Regions from separate parts of the Mus musculus genome. Here region 1 is linked to region 2. Evidence: chromatin contacts called from public Hi-C data. All regions are on one chromosome and are shown on one strand. The core of a region is the stretch at or near the end of the contact, and the rest is flanking DNA. Distances in the headings are between cores, read along the strand shown.

Evidence for each region. Hi-C and Micro-C count contacts between places; a contact is called where the count stands out from the background.
Region 1: a contact with region 2 is called in a Hi-C map of pre-pro-B cells, with 1.7 times the contacts expected there. The contact joins two enhancer-like sites. A contact is called at or near these places in 4 of 484 Hi-C or Micro-C datasets (bone marrow-derived DN3 thymocytes, cortical neurons, myocytes and 1 more).

Annotation. Positions count from the first base shown.
Region 1 is chr5:38,944,784-38,947,723 of GRCm38.p6, forward strand. No RefSeq gene overlaps it. Among named protein-coding and RNA genes, the nearest start is that of Clnk, 70 kb to the left of the region's middle. Within about 2 kb of position 1,683, at least 10 of the 459 cell types and tissues checked have an H3K27ac peak or open chromatin away from gene starts, as enhancers often do. A contact at or near this core is called in pre-pro-B cells, where this site is marked.
Region 2 is chr5:38,823,001-38,826,106 of GRCm38.p6, forward strand. All of the region lies in intron 2 of Clnk (cytokine-dependent hematopoietic cell linker), which reads right to left. Among named protein-coding and RNA genes, the nearest start is that of Clnk, 52 kb to the right of the region's middle. Within about 2 kb of position 1,336, at least 19 of the 459 cell types and tissues checked have an H3K27ac peak or open chromatin away from gene starts, as enhancers often do. A contact at or near this core is called in pre-pro-B cells, where this site is marked.

The DNA of each region.
Region 1 (2,940 bases), core at 433-2,932, 120 kb after region 2:
CTGGAGGATTATTTAAAAGACAGAGGACCCCTGCATTGCCCGTGTATCAGATACCATGCAGGAAAATGTACAGGAGTCCTGAGCAGAGGAATGTAGGATGCCAGGCTGTGGTTCCTATGAATTCATAGACCCTGTTTAGGTCACATCCAGGGCTTCATACCTTCACTTGTTTTACTTCTGTCATAAACATGTCCTTTTTGTCCATATTTCTAGCAGGAACGCTTTATCTCATGGATTTGGGGGTTTTCTGTTGCCTCTTCCTCCAACTTCCTGCCTAGATTTCTCAGTACTGCCATGGTTCCTTTCTTGGGTTATCTGGTGAAATGCCACTTTCCCAGTCCATTTCCTGGAGGCCTTAAATAAATAGCAACATCCATTTTACCCCTTTCTATCTCATTAGGTTGTTTTAAAATTCTTATCAGACAGATCTTATTGCAAATCTGACTCAGTATGAAAGGCTCACAAGAGCAGGCTGCTTGTCATATTTGATCTTGGCTGTTCAGAAAAGCACATCAGCTATTGCTCACTACCACCCCATCAGGATGCCTGAAGTCCCTGTCTCTAAAGTGTCATTCAGGCTTAGAACTGCTTATTGTTGGTTTTAGCTCAGGCTCAGCTCTTGGCAGTTAACTCAACTCTACTATTGCTTTGCTTCCATAAATGACTATTCCAGCCTAAAGTTCTCCTATGATGCTGGAAGAGTGACAACTTCTATCTATGGATTACTCTGTAGCCTTTTGGGTGCAGGCTAGGCTAGGCATATATTCCACTATCCATAAAGGGTTTCAAGGTTCCCCCCCCAAACCAAGCTGTGTGATACTCCATCCCTTATGTCAAACAGCATAATAATTAGTACAACTTCCACACACCTTTACATGTACTTTAAGTCATATCTAATAATTTAATATGGAGGCTATGAAATAACCATTGTACTTTATTGTTTAAGCAATAATTGGAAAAACATTTGTATTTTCTTTTAACTGCTTTTCATCCAAGATTTGTTGGATTTAACATGATGGAATCCAAGGCTGCATTCAGCAAACTGTGCTGGGTCACACGTACAGATGCTGGTATTAGACAACTCAGATATAAGTATCACCTTGGTTACATGCCCTTGAACCAGTTGCTTAGCTCACTTTTGTGGAAGAAGACAACACAGGTGCTGACAAGTGGACTTATTTCATGGAAATGGGTTACTCTCATCCAAGCACCATTCCTGGCATATGCAAGGCTTGGTCAATGGCTGTGCTTCTTCTGTTTGTCACCGAAATTACATCCCTGGGCAGATCCAAAGCTTTGTTCTCTGCATGGCCCACAACATCTGCCAGAGCTTCCCACTCAGCAGGTGCTCAAATACTCTGTTGATTTCTGGTAGAATTATTTCCCACAAGAAATGTCACAAGAGATGCTTTGGAAAAGCACACCGAGGCAGTTCTATTTGTAAAGCTGTCTGAGGACCAAGAGGGCAGAGCAGAGACTCAAAGGGAAGTTTCTCGAAGACTCCTTTGGGAAACATTTTCTCAATATCTAGTTTGAGCTAACCACCTCACTCTGAGCTCAAGGGATGCATCAGAAGTTCCTTTTAGTATGGCCTGTGGGGAGACAGATATGCAAACCAGCGGCTGGGCCAAAGCAAGGAGGGCTGAAAGGCAGGCAGTGCATGTGTGTCTCTGTCATCTGTGGAGGGGAGTGTCCTGGACAATTATAGCTTCAGGATTAGTCAGTGGCCCCTATTTCTGTTTCTGCGTGCTGTACCAGTGATTCTGAAAATGAGAATGGTGTTAAAATTGAAAATGGAATTAGGTCCCCTGGGAACAAGAGCAGAAGTGGTTTGGGGAGAAAAATATCCAAACTGTAAAACAAGAAGCAGAGATTGAACCACAGTTGTTGATTTCTTCATGCACAATCTGAAAAACCGTTCCAAAGACTTAGTGTTTGTTTACTTGTGGTTCCAGCTTGCTAATTAATAAAAGCACTCCATTCCTCCACAGACTCTGATGAAAGGAAAAAAGATAGCATAACGCTGCACGGCCTTTCAGAGGAGCGAATATTCTGGCTTCCAGGTCCTCAGCCAGAGCATTTATTCTCACCTGTCTGTCCCCGCCTGTCACTCAGATCCCCATCTCTTTTGCAATGGGCTTCAAATAAGAATATCAAATTAAGATGATTTTTCTGATTAAAATAAGCTTAAAATGCCAACCTTACTAACAATTTTAGGAGACAAAAGATAAAGCGAGGCATTCTGAAAATGCACTTGTTTTACAAGTGAGCTCTAGGATTCAGCTAATAGTCCTACACACATGGCTGTGTTCTTACTGAAAGCTTAAACTGACACAAGACCATTATATAAAAATGGGTTCTATTTCGATATACTAGCAATGAAACACCAAGAAAACTAAGAAGATAGCTCCATTCACCACAGCAGTAACAATAATAAAAATATTAAGAATACATTTAGTAAGAGTGCCAGGCTGGTAACTGGAACACTGCTGAGAGAAATCAGGAATGAAGGAGGGCAAGAGACTAGAACAAGGCAAAGGAGTACGAGGGATAAACAGCATGATGGGAGAAGTAGGGCAGGGCAGGGAGGTCTAAAGGGGTTTGGGGAGGAGGATCAACCAAATGAAATGTGTTCAAAAATACTACACAGAAACCGGTTAGTAACCAATTATTATACTATTTTATTATTATTATTATTATTATTATTATTATTATTATTATAAGAAGACAGAGAGAAATCCGAATGAGGGGAAAGCACTCCTCTGTCCATGCAAAAGGAAACTCAACATTGTCAGGACAAAAACACTTTTGAAATTGATCTATGGATTCAACACAGCCCAGTTACAAAGCCACATGATTTCTTTGGAAGAGAGGCACAAGCTGATCATGAGTTTAACAGTGATAAGCAAAGGGCCCCGACGACTGGGCGACAGTTCTGAG
Region 2 (3,106 bases), core at 86-2,585:
TGCAGGTAGAAGGCTACAGCCTTGCATGGAGATACTGGGACAAAATTGGATTTTGGGACAAGGATGTCCATCATTGGAAAAAGACAGTAGAGGGTACACTCAGCCTCTTTGTCCTCCACATCAAGGCTTTAGTGCAGGAGGACATTAGTAACTCAACTGTTTCTCAAAATGGCACATCATCAAGCTAATATAACTCCCTAGTGTTTATTCATGCAGCCTCTTCTTGCTTAGATGGCTTTTGACTCTGAGGAGAGCAGTTGAGACCAAATGGCTCAGTGCAGGCAGGTGTTGCCATGTAGACTAAGATCTCCCAGGGCCCACCAAAGACTGACCTCAGGGCCTTCTCTGGAAGCAATGAAGATAACACATGAATATTTTTGAAGCAGCCCTTGAAGTCTGTCTTTCTCATCTGCAGGCAAGTGTCTTTTCTAATAACAGTCTATCACAGCTCACACTCTTAGAAGAGGAGTTTGTTGTTGGTCGAAGATTCATGGGCTGGCCCACATTTTCTAACTTCTCTGAAGTTGTGCAGGGCCATGAAAATAGTTTTACTCAGTGGATGTGAAACTATCCACAGGATACCCATTTCAGTTAGTGGGGCTCAAGACACAACACAGAATCCCTGTATGACCATGTGGATAGGATCTATCCCCAGAGAACTGTTGGACTCATGCTTTGTGCAAACAGAATAATAAACCTGTAGATGGTAAGTAGCTGATGTTTACATTGATAATGTGATAATATTTGTATATGCTTGGCCCAGGGAGTGGCACTATTAGAAGGCGTGGCTTTGTTGGAGTAGGTGTGTCACTGTGGGCATGGGCTTAAGACCCTCACCTTAGCTGCCTGGAAGTCAGTCTTCCCCTAGCAGCCTTCAGATGAAGATGTAGAACTCTTAGCTCCTCCTGCATCAGGCCTGCCTAGATGCTGCCATGCTCCCACCTTGATGATAATGGACTGAACCTCTGCACCTGTAAGCCTAAAACCCTTAACAAATTAAGTACATAGTTTGGATGTATCAGGGGGCACACATATTTCCCATCTCTCCAAAAGATGTTAAGCTCTTGGGACACGCCAATCATCCCTTGTCTACTGGCTGCTCTCTTATGCAATCCTTTAAATGTATTTATTGAGTGCTTATTGAATTAGCAAGAGAACGAAGGCTGGCGCGGTCTAGGGATTATCTAGCTTACTTTCCTCATTTACCTTAAGCTCTCTCTCTAAGCCAGTGGCAGGGCCAAGCTAAGACACTGGTCTCTTGAATTGAGCCCTGACTGTGCCTCGTTCCCTATAAGGCCGCATGTCACAGAGGCTGTGCTTGCATCCACCAGGCTGCCTGTGAGAACGCTGACCACAGCGAGGTATTTCCTTACCATATTCACAGCTGCTGTGCCCTGGCATGGATGTGTAACCACCTGCAGAGAATTTTTACTATTGATTGTGGTATAGAGAGAGAGGGAGACCAGGTCACGATTTGTATAAATCTAGATATTTGAGGGAATGAGAAGGGGGCATCATCAAGAAATCAGGTGGGGGAAACAGTGCCTACTTGATCTCTGTTTGGAAAATTGGGCCTCGTGGTTGACACAGTCAGAGGTAATGCTGGTGAACACAGATGAGAGGAAGTGGTGCCTTGGGGTTCAAGGCACTATGAAGAAGTCTCTGGTATTTGTGGTCTGGCATTATTAATGACTGTTTTTGTCTATTCAAACAGGCCACTTTGCTTCCTGAGTTTTCAGTTGCCCCTCTTTGAAGCAGAACAATGATTGTTCCTCGTGAAGAGGATAACCTGAGAATGTACTGAAAAGACCACGTTAGTCGTAAACAGTGGGATGTCTGCGTTTATTGTTCCTGCAGTTACTGCTGACCTTGGGACTGTGCTAGCTGCTGTTCCTTTGTAAAGTGGAGTGAAGGTTCTTCGGTATGTCTCTTGTTAAAATTACCTGGGCAGATTTGTCAAAGAAATGCTGCATTCATTTGTGTGGGCTGCCATATGGGAAACTTTTAACAGCAGAAACTGACCATCTTTTAATTTTGGAGGTCAGGTTCAAGGTGAGTTTAGAGCTCGCTGACAAACCTCTGTGTCTTCACATGGCCTTCCACAGTATTCCAAGTTTCTTCTCTTAATACGGACACTTTTGTTAGGGACTATCCCAAGTCCTAATTTTAAATTACCACTTTCTGGGAAGGCCCTGTCTCTACCTGTTTCCAAACACAGACAGATTTTTGGTGCTGGAAGTCTAGGCTTCATCATTGTGAGTTTAGGGGACACCATGTAACCTGTACCAGCTGCTCTTCTTCCATTGCTGAAAAATTCCTTTTAAATGGATACTTTTTCATTTGAGAGAGGGTGTCATGTAGCTTAGGCTGGCTTGACACCCACTATGTAGTGAGAACGACCTTAAATTCTGATCCTACAGCTTCCATCTCTTAGATGCTGGGATTAGAGAGAGGTACCAGACGTTTAAGTGTTGCCGGGGATCAAGTCTAGGATTCCTTGCATGTTAGGTAAGCACTCGGAGAGTTGAACTCTAGCTCCAGCCTGACAATGTTGCCTGCAAGGTCTTGAACTGCTGTGTGGAAAGGATAATGCCTTTCTCAGCCCTCATCAGAGAAGCTTCTCCTGGCGATTGCAACAGGTACTCACAGTAGTCAACCTAAGAGACTGCGGAGTACTCAGCTCTAAATGGGACACTGTATCTCACCCCATCCTTCCATGCTTCAGGTACCATCAGAGAACGGGGGTGTGCTGAAAGATTTTAAAAGCCAGAGACAACAAAACTTCCAGACATGGCAGGGACAGTTGCACAGACCGAGGCTGTGATTAAATGAACAAGACCCAAACAAGATAAGTCAGACACAATTATAGCATGAATTGGGAGGTGGTCAGAAGTCCCTCCCTAGCTAAAAAGTCATTGGCAATTAATAGCTGCTGAGACTGTCAGTTTTCTTCAGGGATGCAGCCCCCGAGAGGCTACTACGGTCCAGCAGATGGCTCTATAATGATACTCATACAGGCAGCACTAAGTGGACTTTATGTTTTTAAAAACAGAACAAAAACCACAAAAAATATGTGAAACCAGGAGGGGATAGTGGTTTGTAGGAT